Regions from separate parts of the Anas platyrhynchos genome. Here region 1 is linked to region 2. The links are chromatin contacts, called in public Hi-C maps. All regions are on one chromosome and are shown on one strand. Each heading gives the region's core, a stretch centred on a gene start, on an enhancer-like site or on the middle of the called end of the contact. The rest is flanking DNA. Distances are from core to core; before and after follow the strand shown.

Region 1 (6,382 bases), core at 338-2,837, 180 kb after region 2:
GTCAAGAAAAGCTAAAGCAATCTCACTGTAATACATTTGGCCAATTTAAGCTGTTAGTATTCCTACTGCCAGCAAAGGAAAGCAAAGCCAGATGTTAGAGTGGCTTGTCATTTTATTTATTCTATCAGCAGAGTCTGCTGCAATTGGAGAGCACTGCTGATGACACGGAGGCCACAGAGTCAGGGAGGAAAGGGACAAACACTCTCAATTTCTATACTGAAACAAAAAATGCTCCCTAAACATAGGAGGGGGCTGGCGTGTGGCTGTGCGAGCAGCGCTGCTGACCCGCAGGGAAGGGGGAGCCCACGCGTGGTGATGGCTGCGCCAGGCTCCTCGAGCCCCGTGGCTCCATGACTCTTCCCCTGCTCTGATTTAATGTGGGATCGGAGCTCTGACAGCCTGTGCTTGACAGCTTTGTGCTTTGGCCTCAGCTAAAAATAGGACATCCTCTCTCCCATCTCCAGCACACGAAGCTCAGCTCGGATGCTTTGGACAAGTGCTCCCTGCCTGGCCTCTGACAGGGAGGCCAAAATAACCTCAGGTTTTACCGACCGGCAGGTATTTTAAAGGAGAGTTTTCTGTTGGGCCTTCTGTCCAGAACAAGCCACCGAGACCCTTTGCAGGAGGCCAGGTCCTGCTCCAGCTGGAGCGCCCACAGCAGCGGGGCCCCGGCACGGGACGGCAGCGCCGCGGGACAAGGGGCAGAGAGCCGGCGGGCCTGGGAGCTGCTGCCTCGCTTCTGCCCCTGCCACTTACCTTTATGTCCCCAAACATAGCGGGCAGGTTGTGCGTCCTTGTTCCCAAGTCCAGGTGATACAGAATGTCCTCCTCCATCGAGTCCAGGTGCGGGTTTTTGATGAGGACGGGCCCCCCGCTGCGGGGAGAGGGGCAGAGCCGGGTGAGCGGGCGGCTGCCTCCTGCCAGAGCCTCGCGAGCGCTCGTCCTGCTCACACTGCTTCTGGGAGCCCCTTCAGCAGCGTCTTACTGTCCCTACGTACTTGGCAGAAAGGGGTTCTTGATATTTATCATCAGTTTTGTCAGACTTAGCTCTTTCTTTGATACAACATTGCTGGAAGTACCTAGCAGGTAATGTACTGTGATGCCTCATACGTGACAGCTTATTAAGCTCGTAGCAAATCAGGATTTTATATTTGTACTGTCCCAAATAATTGCCGAGCAGTACAAGTGCAAATTAAATTCAGATTCTGCGGACGGCAGGAGGTCAGTTTACCTTGCCTTTCCAAGTGCTTTAATAGATGTAAAGCAACTAAACAACGATACAGGCCAATTTTATAAATAAGGCTTAAAGAAAACCCAGAGAACGTTTTTCTTGTCTTACTAAAACAAATTCAAAGCCTCTCCCATGACTCACCCCGAGTAACCTGTTGTTTCAGTCATGACGGCTCTGCCAGAGTCAGCTGAAAGCGATACCCTGCGGAAAGGTGAGGCAAACACCCTGCTGTTTCTTCAGCTGTTAGCGTTCGGAGCTAGGAAGGGATCTGAGGCGGCTCTGCAGGGGGTTAAATACCCTCCCCGCTTTGTGCAACACCCCAGGCAGCAGCAGGACCACCTCCCTCCTCCCGCTCCCATTTGTCCGGTAGGTGCCAGATGTTCCTGCTCCAGGCCAGCGCTCTGCTTGTCCCGGGACGTGGTCCCAGAGCCCCGCATTGGCTGGCCCTGCAGGTGTGTCGCTGCTGGCACGCCTCCGGCTGCACGCACGCTTGCCCTTTGGCCAGCACAGGGCTGCAGGGCTGGCACACGTGTGTGATGGCTTTGTGTGACCGGTGTGTTGGCCCCAGGAGTGTGGCATGGCATGGTGTGTTATGGCATGGTGTGTTATGGCATGGCATGGCGTGTTCCCATGCCAGGGCATGAGGTGCCATGGTACAGACCCCGGGCCGGAGCGTGGTGCGCTCGGCTCCCCAGAGCAGCCCAGCGTATCTGCAGGTGGGGCTTCTGGCAGCGGGGATGCCTCTGACATTTCAAAGCATGTACGTGTCCAAGCCCTTAACATTGCAAAACACCAGGAAAAGTCAAATAAGCATTACGAACCAGTTGTACAGTGAAGTGTAACTTGGACGTCTTGCCCAAGACGGGATCAGGAAGGATCTGAGGAGGGCTGGAGCAGAGCCCGTATGAACATTTCAGACTTGCTGGAGTTGTACCAAAGTCAGGCTGCAATGGTTTCTCTGCTCAGATGAAGTTCTCTCCTCTCTGGATGCTGTTAACATATTCCTGCCAAAGATGACTTATTGCTGACACTCCACAGCACTCCTGAGGGATATGGATTTGGTTTTTCCTTTTCCTTTCAGCGTGCACCAGATTGCAATGAGAGGTACGCAGAACAAGTGTCCTTGGGGACGCACATGCAGCGCTTCCTGCAGTCTTGGACTGTGTCAGTCACACAGACACTCGTCTCTCTCAGCATAGCATTAAATGTTTCGGGCACCTTGCAGTTCATATAGGGACTGTCATGCGCCTCTTTGCAGTGTTGTCCACTTGGCATGACTTCATTTGGAGACTACACCAGGAAGGTTTGCTACTTGCAATTGCTGGCTGCAAGCACCGTGGTGGAGCTGAGGTCCGTGTTGGCTTGCCGTGGGTCTGCCAGCTTCCTTTGGCACCTGCTTGTTTGGCAAAGGGGCGCAAGGTCGCCCTGCTCATGCTCTGTGCCCCACATGCAGTCAGCATCCTGCTGCCAGTGGTCCCACACCGCTGGAGGAGCGGGGCTGAGGGGGACCCGCAGCCTGCACAGATGTGCTGCAGTCGGTGCCGGCACCCAGCCGCCGCTGAGGCTAATTTGGCTTGCAGAGCACCTATTGCTGTTGGCGATGCACAAAGCAGAAAGAACAGCTTGCGCCTCAGAGCCCAGATGAGTCTGTGGATGAGTGGGCACAGAAATCATCTACTTGTGTCGGGAGCCTAGCTGATGCAGAAGGAATTGCACAAGTCTCTCACCCCGCTCCACCACTTCCCAGCCGCTCGAGCACTGCCTTGCAGCCTGCAGAGGTTCGGAGGAGGAGGTGCTGGTCGTGCCGTGGCACAGCAGTGTCGGTGCAGTGCAACACCAGCTCTGCAGTGAGCTGAGCCCAGCCGCTGGCACTCTGCGACCGACAGAGCCTGCGCTGGGAGCAAGTTCAGCGGGGCTGGAGGGAACGGCAGGATCTGGCAGAGTGGTGGGTGGACAGACAGCTCTCATCATGCCAGCGACCCTGTGGTGAAGCAGGGTGGGTATTGCCCCGAGCCAGCGAGATCCTATGGGCAGGGGTTGCTGGCTTCGTCTATTTAGTGCAGGATTTCCTTGCCTCCCCTTCTTCACACTTGCAGCCAAGTATTTTTGCATGTCTGGCAAGATCTGCACTTGTGCTATTGTAAACTGTCTCATGACAAAATAATTTTCCTGAGTGCACAGGTGAATTTTTAGCTAAATATTTACTTAAGAACTAAAAATAATATTCCAGTGGACCCAACTGCAATGTGTGATATCCTTGCCTGCTGCCAGTGGAGTGCGCAGGGCGGGTGGCCAGTGTGGACTCAGCTGCAGCCACACCTGGTTGCAAAGCCACAGCACATCTCTCCTTTGCCAAAAATGTAAGACCTCTCTCAGAGGGTTTTGACTGGTTCTGCACTTGCCCAGGAAGAAATTGCCCTGGATTTGCTATCCAAAGGGCACTTTGTGTTCAGCCTGCAGAGATGCTGGTCTGCTCCTGGTACCATCTCCTGCAGCAGGCGAGGTGGATGGGGCTGTGCATGGCGTGGTGTGATGGGCACATTGTGGTGTGACGGGCACGTTGTGGTGTGACGGGCACGTTGTGGTGTGATGGGCTCAGTGTGGTGTGATGGGCTCAGTGTGGTGTGACCACCAGCCCTTGGCTTCCTGGGCACCAGGCTGGGTGCTGCCGTGGGGCAGGAGCAGCCCCATGCCGCAGGCTGGGCTGGGGACCGAGGCCACCAGCACACCTCAGCATCGCATATTCCCTGCCAGCAGCCCTGTGCCGCTGGGCTGAGCACTGCCCCGCTGGGTCTGGGCAGGGTCACCCAGCACCCTCACAGGGCTACACGCGTCCAAGAGGCAAAAGGCAAGGCTTTGGAGAGCAGCCCTGTGGAGTGCGCAGAGGCAGAAATCCCCGTGGGACAAAGCTCTGCCTGGGAAGGCAGGCTGAGAAGCTGTGAGTAAGCAATGTTCCCGGTGGTGTTTGTCCCTGACGTGTTCAAGGTAAAAGGAATGAGCGTGTTCTTTGTAAGTAAACAAGCCTGAGGGAAACGTCTGCCTTGTGCTTTTGGATTCCCAGAACTGATCCCGAAGTGAAGGGACAGCAGTTGCCACTGCCATGCACATTTTGGGGCAGTTTCAGAGCTTGTCTTTGTGCGGGTTGGCTCGCTGCCCAGTCAGGTTCTGGTCAGTACTGAAGAGCTCTCGCTCTGGGGTTCCTCCTTTGTGTTGTTTTTCCGTGCTGTTGTCCCCCTCCAGATGCCTCAGGTGTGCCCTCGGTTGATCGCTGGGGCCGTTCTCCCCGCTGCCTGTGCCCCCGCTGTGGTTCGCGGTCCTGCCCGTGGTGGCAGACGCTGCGGGGCCGTGTTCTCTTTGCAAGGCAGGTGGGGAAGTGATGAAGGTGAGAAACAGAGCCCGGAGCCCTGAGTGTGTGTTTGTGGCTGGTTTAGAGCGAAATTCAGACTCACCGAGTGCCAGGCAGCAGAGCTGCGAGCATATGTGTTAGGGGATGACAAATAAAGCGGGCTGAGGCGCACGGCAGGGTAGCATATGGTAATGCAGACAGCCTCTGAGCGAGTGAAGAGCTCGGGAGAGCCAGCGCTCCTGCACACGTCCAACACCTCTAGTCTGCTAAGTGCTGGTTTAAAATAGACGCTGCACGTCATTCCTTGCACATCAGAGACGCTCTGCCTGCCGCGTCCTGCCCGGGCTGCTGCCATGTCTGCTCCAAGCAAGCCCGAGCAGTGCCTCTTCAGGTCGGCTCCTTTCTGATTTCTCTCCCGTGATACCTCCGCCGTGACGTGGTGCCCAGGCTCTGCCGACACGCACGATGCTGCAGCCCTGGCCGCTGAGCACGATGCGTGTCCGTGTCAGCTTTTAGGTCATCAGTCGCAGCTCGTTAGCAGAAAGCTGATGAAAATGCCCAGCTTGGGAGGTGTCTGGTGCATTCCTCCAGAGCCGATTTCTAGTGATCATCACGGAAGAGCAGGAAAAGCACTTGGGATTGTTTTTACCTGATAAAACAAGGCAATGTGCCACCAGCACGCAGCTTTCCCTGCCCTTGCCCCTTCCCTTCCCTGTGTTGAAAGTCCAGGTCCAGAATAGCGATCAAGGCAGGCAAAATGTGGAATTGATCAACAGCTTGCCTGGTTCTTCTCTCTGCCTGGCTTAGTATTGCTGTAAATCTGTTCGTGGCTTTGGGAGAAGTCAGTGAGACACCCTGAGAAGAAACGAGACACCACAAACCCTGGGGACATGCCAGGGACTAGAGTCAGGGCCCACTCAGGACCGGCTGCCGCACCCGGTGCTGGTCCATGCGCTCCCCCGAGCGCTGCGCTTGCTCCCTTCCTGCCTGGTATTTTCCTGCTCTCCAGGCTTTGGAATCCAGATGGTGCCTAGGGTTTTTATTTTTTTTTTCAGGGATATTTTTATCCCTTCGTCCTTCCCTCGCTGGGCCTACGGGTGCGTGTGACAGGCACTGTGTGCCTGTGGGTGCAGGCAGAGGCAGGAGGGCTGGGAGGAGATTTTGACAGCAACAAGGCGCAGGGCACAGGGCCTCTGTGGAGCTCACCAAGCCACTGTGCCTGTCGAGGCCAATCACAGCTCAAAAACAGGATGAGAAATATTTTTTCTTCAGGCAGCAGACGGGGGCTTGGCCTAGCACGTCCCAGCCCTGTCCTCTCCAGTGCCACCGGCTCCTGCCCACATGCGCTGTGCAGGCGGGGTGCCTGCGGGGACAGGGGACGAGCAGGTCCCCAGGCAGGGTGGCTGTGCTTGGCCGTCCCTGCTGCACTGCTCCGCGTGCCGGCCTTGTTAGGATTTGAGCTTTCTCTGCACGGGGCTGCTCGAGCAGCTTCCTGCACCCTGCCGAGGATTGGGGGCTTCCAGGCAGCGATGAGCTTACACTGGTTCCATTTTAAAAAATGAGCTGTCCAGACCTCACATTATCCAAATATTTTGAGATGGAAACACGTGAAGAGACTAAATGCTGCCTACAGAGGAGGTGTCCTGGCCTGGTATCTCCTGCAGCTGCTGATGGCAGACCCAGTTCTTGCCTCATTTGCAGGCCGAGGTGAGGGATTTCTGGGCATACGGCACCTCCGGTGCTGTGCCAGATGTGGGGCACGGGGCTTTTGCCATTCAGGAAGTGCAGGAGCCTCCTGAAAGCAC
Region 2 (7,010 bases), core at 1,117-3,616:
CTGCTTGCAGGTTTAGTTTTAGAATTAACAATTGGCCTTCAGTCATGTTTGAAGCAGTGTAGAGTTCTGCAGTATCTCAGCTTGTCTTTTCTTTTCAGCATTGCCTACATACAGTTAATTATGCTACTGTTTAAGCAGCAAATAGATCACCTAGCAATCTTACAGCTTCAAATACAGTAGAGACCTAGAATAAAACTCTGGTGGCAATCTAACTACAAAATGAGAAGTCTCTGAAATAAGAGTGTCAACCATTTCCAGTTGTCTTCTAGTAAAGAGTATCGGGATTCTAAATAGCCTGAAGCTCACAAGGTGTGAAATCTCTCTGGAAAGGGAGTTCACATAAGAGGCATATTTAAACAATACCAACAAATGATTAAAAAAAGAAAAAGCCAGGATATTTCAAGATCTTAGCTGGAGGTCTGCTCTTCCACAGCTTGTTAGGTATGCAGATGCATTCACTTTTTAGGAATGTGTCAAACCCCAAAAGGGAATCATTCATTTAATGGGACCTTCACTTAAGCACACGTTTGTAGGACTGGCAATTTGTAAATACAAGTGCTTTTGATGGTTTTAATTTAACAGAAGAGATCAGACACACATAGCCAAGGAAACACTTTTAACACTATAAAGCTTTACAAAAACCACAAGAGTGGGAGAAGAGGGAGATATCCAAAAATGGGAAAAATATTTAAACACTAAGTGACCAGTCGAAAGTCTTGACTACTACAACAAACCCACTGGGAAAAGAGTTGCTTATAATGACTGCAAATCACACGAGACTTATTTCAATCTTTTCACTAACTTGAAAATAGTTGCTACTAGCAGCTATTCTGTGGTTGTAGGAGAGTGTAAAATAGATGCTTCTATAATGCACCAGAAAGCTGGTTTGTTTTTTTTTTTGTTTTTTTTTTTTTTTTTTTTCTCGAAGTAATTAAGAGAGATGTCTCAAAGTTGTAATATGGAGCTCAATTTTCACATTTTAAGTACCCTGTAATCCATTTAACTTAAGTGCCAAAATCCTTACCAATTTCCATATTAAAACACACCACAGCTTTCAAAGAAGTAGGGTGGGAAAACAACAGCGACAAAAATGAATACAAAGCAAAGGCACAGCACCTTGGAGATCCCAAGGTTACTGTTGATGCTGTGGCCAGAATAAAGGGTGCCTTTACCCTCGTATTCACTTGCACTGCCTTCGCTCGCTAGGTGCTGAGCTGAACCAACTCGCTTCCTGCCATTCCTGTGCAAGAGTCACCGCACGGCAGCGCCCGCAGGTGAAGCCTCCTGAAAACGCTTCTCTGCAACTTCCGCAGCTTACTGTCACCTACAACAAGAAATACCAGGACAAGCACCAGGGCACTACCGCAGTGGTTTTGAGGCCATTTCAGGTGCAACGCAACCGCCGCTGTCACCGGAGGGAAAAAAATAATCATCCAGGAAAGGCCTAGCGAAGTCAGCTAGCGAGGCTGCAAAAGAAGTTACCTCACAAACACGTACAAGCATGCTTGAAGACTAAGCTCTTGAGAACGCAAAAGACATTTGAGGGGTAAAATGAGACAGATGGGCCACGCCCCGCACTGCTCGGGCACCGGCTGCTCCCGCGCGGCAGCGCTCCGAGGGGCAGCGCCCGGAGCTCACCGACACCAGGCAGCCAGGGCAGGGGCTGCCCGCTGAGGCACCGGCCCCGCACGGGCAGCACCCGGAGCTCGCACGGAGCTCGCCGCAGCCGAGCCGCAGGCGGAGGCCGCCCCGCAGCACCCGGCCGCCCCCCGCCGGCCGGTGAGGAGGGCAGCAGCCCCGCCCGCCCGGCTCCGGCCGATTCGGAGCGAGTTCAGGGCCAACGGCACGGCGCAGGTAACCCGCGGCGCTGAGGCGTGGGGGCCGGCCCAAGCGGGGGAGGCGGGGGAAAACGGACGAGTCCTGCCCCGCGGGAGCGGCCGGGACGGCAGGGAGGGGAGGGGAGGGCACGGCAGGGCAGGGCAGGGCGGGGCTGCCCCGGCCTCTGGGCACCCCCCGGCTCCGCGCTGCCGGTGCCGCCCCGCAGCCCCTCCGGCCCCGGGCGCCCCAGGGGGCGCAGACCACCGGTTGCGCCGGCGCCCGCGGCCGGACCGGCGGAGACCCCGCGGAGCCGCCGCCACAAGGCAGGCGCGGAGCGGGGGAGCGGCGGCGGCAGGGAGAGGGGAGGGGAGGGGGAGCCCCGGCCCCTACCTGCAGGAGGCCGCCGGGCCGCCGTCGGGCAGGGCGCGAGGCGCCCCGTGCGCACCATCGCCGGGCGGGGAGCGGCGGCGGGGAGCGGCCTCGCGCGGGCCCGTGAGGCGGAGCAGGGCTGGGCCGGCCGGAGGCGGTGCCCATGAGGCGGCGGGGCGGGGCGGGGCGGGGCGCGGCGGGGCCCGCCCGGGTCTGTCAGCGTAACGGCCCGCAGCGGCGGGGCAAGGCGCGGGGAAAGAGGCGGTCGGAGTGCGAGGCTGCGGCCCGGGGACGTCCGGGGAGGGAGGCAGCGGCTACGGGAAGGACGTGAGGTACGGGAGGGGCAGCGGCAGGGGCAGGCCGGTGTCCCGGCTGGTGTCCCGGCTCCCTGTGCTGTCAGCCCCTGTGGCTGATCCTCCGCTCCGAATTTAGGCAGCGACGCCCGTCAACAGGTTTTCCAAATCCTTTGGGGAAAAAAGGTTGAAATTTGTCAGCTTAAACAAGACCTCTGAAAGATTCAACGTATGAATTATAAAAGCAGGGCACCCAGTTAGCCTGGACAGAAGTTAATAGCAGAGCTGTCGTTCACTGCTCGTAGCTGGCAGCCACCTCCGGAGTGGGGTGCGCGGGGTGGGTGCCTTGGGGTGACTGAAGAAACATTCAGAGCGTCTTTACTTTTTATTTACGAAATAAGAAGTTACTGGTATGGAAATTTGACATGCGGCTTGGCACTGGTGCTCTTGCTTGTTCCGTGTGTCAGAGGGTCCCGTGCCACACACGGCACCGAGGTGGCAAGTGCAAGAGAACAAGGGGCAAAGCTGACGCTTCCCCAACCTCTGTCACAGACTCTTCATCAAACACATTACGAGGGAAAGCAATGACAATCTAATGAGACCTGACAAAAAGTCAGCCAAAAAGAGCTGAAATTATCATTAAATGTGGATTTCCATCTGCTATCATTAACAATAAACCTCCCCCGAGGTTTATTGTTATCTCCTCCCTCTCTATTATGGCAGTGTATTGGGATTGGAAACACCAGGGAGAAGGGAAGTGTTGTTTCCAGCAGTTTGCAATGCAACGTGGAGCTGCTGAAGCTGGTGCGTACACAGAAACATCCAGCTTCAGCCCCGTTGCTCTCTTCCACACTGGTGTGGGAGAACAGGGGCTGATTTTCTGGGGAGCTGTTTTTGGGGCCCTGCCTCGCTGTGTAGCACCTCTCTGGACAAGCATCTGGTCCACCAATAAGGTCAGAATCAGCCTATACAACTAAAAAAAAAAATCTCAGTTCACTTTTGAAAGCCTAAATATGATTTTACTAAAAAGAGCTGTAGTGCTAAAGCAAATAAGATCACTTGCTTTAAGATCGTGATATGAAAGCATATGAAATGAAGTCTTTGACCACAATTCCTTTGTCTTCAGCAGCACCATAATTTTGCCCTTAATTATCAGAGCCTCTTCATAAAATAACTGATTTTTGTGCTAATCGTGAACAAATGAATTTTCAAGGAGGAAACATGAGTGATAAAATATTATGCCACTGAAAACTACATCCCAACCTGCAGCTAATAAGAAACATCTGTTATTTTTCTTTATTGCCTAAGATATTAAATAGCCATCATTAGTCGTGGTAGGCTCTGGCTAAGAATTTTCCAGCACTGATGGCACAAGTATCAGTTTCATGCATGACTTCAGATAATTTTCCATGTGTATTTTATTGTAATTTATTTTCCTTCTTAAATAATAATAATAATAACAACAATAATAATAAAACTTAGTTACAGTGTTAATGAATATGGTGTGTTCTGCTTAAATACTGTCATTGACAGTGAAGACATCCAAAAAGCTAGAGTGTTTCTTAAACCGTTTTTATTGCCTCAGACCAGTATCAAGGCAGTATGGTTACTGCAATTCTCTGTGAGAGTTGAAGAGAAGCACTTGCTCAAAACAGCAAAGGACCTGGTTCCAAAGGTAGCATTCATTAACGTTTTTTTCTTCTTCCATTTGATGTTGTTGGCATGATTAGTACTTAATTCTAAAATAACCGTACCATCAGTAAGATTTTCTGATTTTTTTTTCTGTGATTTTTATAATCCCAGAGTTATGGTAGTTAATCCTGTTTCATCCCATGTAGAAATAGCATTGTTCAAAAAGATATCTTCTGTAGTAATAACATCACCCAAGAAAAATGTCTAATTATAATAACCTTTCAATGAAATATAAGAGCTGGAAGTAGACATGTCCAAATCTGCAACTGTCTATATGGGATATATTCATGGTTTCATTTTCAGTATTTAAAATTAAAAATTCCATTAAGGAATTATTTTCTAATGTTTACTATCTATGATGTAAACTGTGTTGTGGATGAAGACACCTTCATTGCGTTTCGTCATTGTCTTGACTCTGTCAGTGATGGTGATCTTTTGTATTAAGATAATGGGACCTTCAGGCCCTTGGGCATTAAACAAGGTGGTGGGCAGGTGGAGTAGAAGGTGAGTCCTACTCCACTCAGTGTGCCTCTGTGGGCTGGAGAAGGACGATATAAAACAATACTAGAGTACTACCACCCCTTGCTGTTTTATCATGCCGCAATATTCCATATAAGTATAAACCCTGCCTGAGTAAGAGCAAAATCTGCGTATCTTGTGATGAGACTGTGTTAATTTTATCTACATGCAGTTGCTGAAACCATAACACGTGATGCCAAAGATTTTTCTCATATGCTGTAAACATGTTCTGCTCTGCTGTGCCAAAACATTTTGTCACAAAAACTAGCTCTTTTAGAGATTCTAAAAACAAACGAGAAAAAAACTGTTCATTATGTGATTTATTGGGGATTGTCTTGTTCTTAGATTTTAAGAATTAAAAACAAGAGGAAGGTGAGAATGTAAAAAAAAAAAAAGACATAAGTGGAATCATGAGGGAAAATTTAAGTAGAAAAGAAAGTAGAAGAGAACATGTAATAAGAAAACAGAATGGATTTATAGCTTGACAGCAACCCTGATGGATGACTACTGTTGTCTGGGATTCTTAGAGCTGAAAAAGTTAAAGGACATCCTATCTAAAACAGATCTATTTGATATTTCAGTTCTGTACGTATTCGTTTCTGTATGAGGCAGGAAATAGCTTTGGTATGCAGCAATTTCCTCCCTAGAAAAGCATCTTACCTTGCAAATATTGAAGCCAATAGTACTGCATGTCTCTGCCAATAAATATTTAGCTTAAAATGGGTGATGACATTTTTGGTTGGAGAAATGACTTATTTCAGATGATCTGAAGGAGAAATAACAAAAGAAACTTTTCCAGAAGTATTTGTTCAGTAATTAAGGATTTTCATATTAATGTTACTCTGCCTCAGCAGAGCCATATTGATTTTTCAGTGTATTTGTATGAGCTTGGCTATGGTACCCTCCTTGTATCTGAGCTGAATCAGATGTTTTGGGAACAGATCCTTAAGATAATACAGCATTTTTTTTCTCTGCATTCTGCTAATAGCAATGACAAATGAAGCTAAGTCAGTAACTCTTTATGCTGGTTAAGTATCAGAAGTTTCTTTTTTCTATTTGCATGCTCATCACTATTAGATATTGTCAATAAGTTTCAGTCCCGGAAGCTGACACATGCAATAGCAAATGTAATAAATCCTTATGTCATTCCTTCTCCCAACAGCAGCGTAGTTCTCAGGCAGGCATTGTAAAAGAGCTGCGAACTTGTGTATTTCTCTCTTGGCATATTTTGGAAAGTTGTGTTAGTCATTCCTGTCCACGGTGCTTTCATTTCAAATTTAAGGTCTCATTAGAGCTTATCTACTCAGATCAGACATATCCCCCACTGGTGGGTACTTTTTGTAAATAGCAGTTGTTTTAATGTGCTGAGGCAGCCTACTTTTACTTTTGGAGGAGTGAACTCAGAATTCACATAGGAAAATGAATTTCTCCCAGGTGCTGCTGAATCTGCTAGCAAAATAAAGAAGAAAATCAACCATGCGAAAATTGAAATAAATAATGCAAGGAGAGCAGAAGAATCTGGAAAATCCATGTGCGCCTGCTTACCTTGCTGCAGCTTGCATGCAGGTCAGTGTCAAACTCTTTTCTCCATTATAGTGTTCCCTCAGTCCCCGCAATTCAGACTTGGATTTTGACAGTTGAATCATTTGGATTCTTTGGATACCATGACACCTAATAATGATATACACTGGCTTCATGCTTCTGCTTAAAATGATAGATAGCAGTGTTACTGAGGTAACCATCTCCATCCCTTGTCTATGAGCACAGTTCAATACAAAATACAAGTCCTTCACAGCTTGAGTTAAAGCCAAAACAGTATTTCCAATAAGGCATAAGAACCTTACAGTTCTCATCCATGCTTCCTGTGATATCTTCCTCAAACGCTATAAAACTGATTAAAAGAAGGCAATTCCAAACAGGTTTAGGTTTGGATCTGTTGGTTTGGATATTTAAACTTGGCTTTTCAGAGCGTTGTCTCATAGACAACCCCTTCATGCCCTTAACATCCAGACCGTGGGTCATCTGGCATGAGTCTATGCTTTTAGTGCTAAACCCACAGGGGCAAATTGAACCATTGACCCAGGCTGTATTAGTCACATAATGGGGAATCATGAGTCCAAAAATGAAAGCGATGTTGTACAACCTGCTAATGAGGGCTAATCAGAGGATATATCCAGCGTAAAAGAAAATGTTTTTTACCAGATAGTTTGGAGAGGAGCTGGTGCATAACTTATCAGATAAGGCAATCATGTAATATGGATTTGGTGTGTTGCCTAAAGCACTAATACTACAAAAGTTTAGCGCTATTGTACGTCATTC

Evidence for each region. A called contact is a pair of places that touch in the nucleus more often than the background predicts.
Region 1: a contact with region 2 is called in a Hi-C map of subcutaneous adipose tissue, with 2.3 times the contacts expected there. The contact joins the promoter of UPP2 here to the promoter of TANC1 in region 2. A contact is called at or near these places in 3 of 8 Hi-C or Micro-C datasets (liver, small yellow follicle and subcutaneous adipose tissue).

The regions. Positions count from the first base shown.
Region 1 is chr7:1,078,032-1,084,413 of IASCAAS_PekinDuck_T2T, forward strand. It overlaps UPP2 (uridine phosphorylase 2), which reads right to left and starts at 1,588. Exons shown (of 7, transcript XM_005027638.6): 1 at 1,373-1,588; 2 at 757-874. The coding sequence starts at 1,398.
Region 2 is chr7:893,849-900,858 of IASCAAS_PekinDuck_T2T, forward strand. It overlaps TANC1 (tetratricopeptide repeat, ankyrin repeat and coiled-coil containing 1), which reads right to left and starts at 2,367. Exons shown (of 27, transcript XM_072040998.1): 1 at 2,209-2,367. The coding sequence starts at 2,352. It overlaps LOC119717423 (a long non-coding RNA gene), which reads left to right and starts at 2,374. Exons shown (of 8, transcript XR_011810676.1): 1 at 2,374-2,519; 2 at 4,071-4,155; 3 at 6,126-6,257.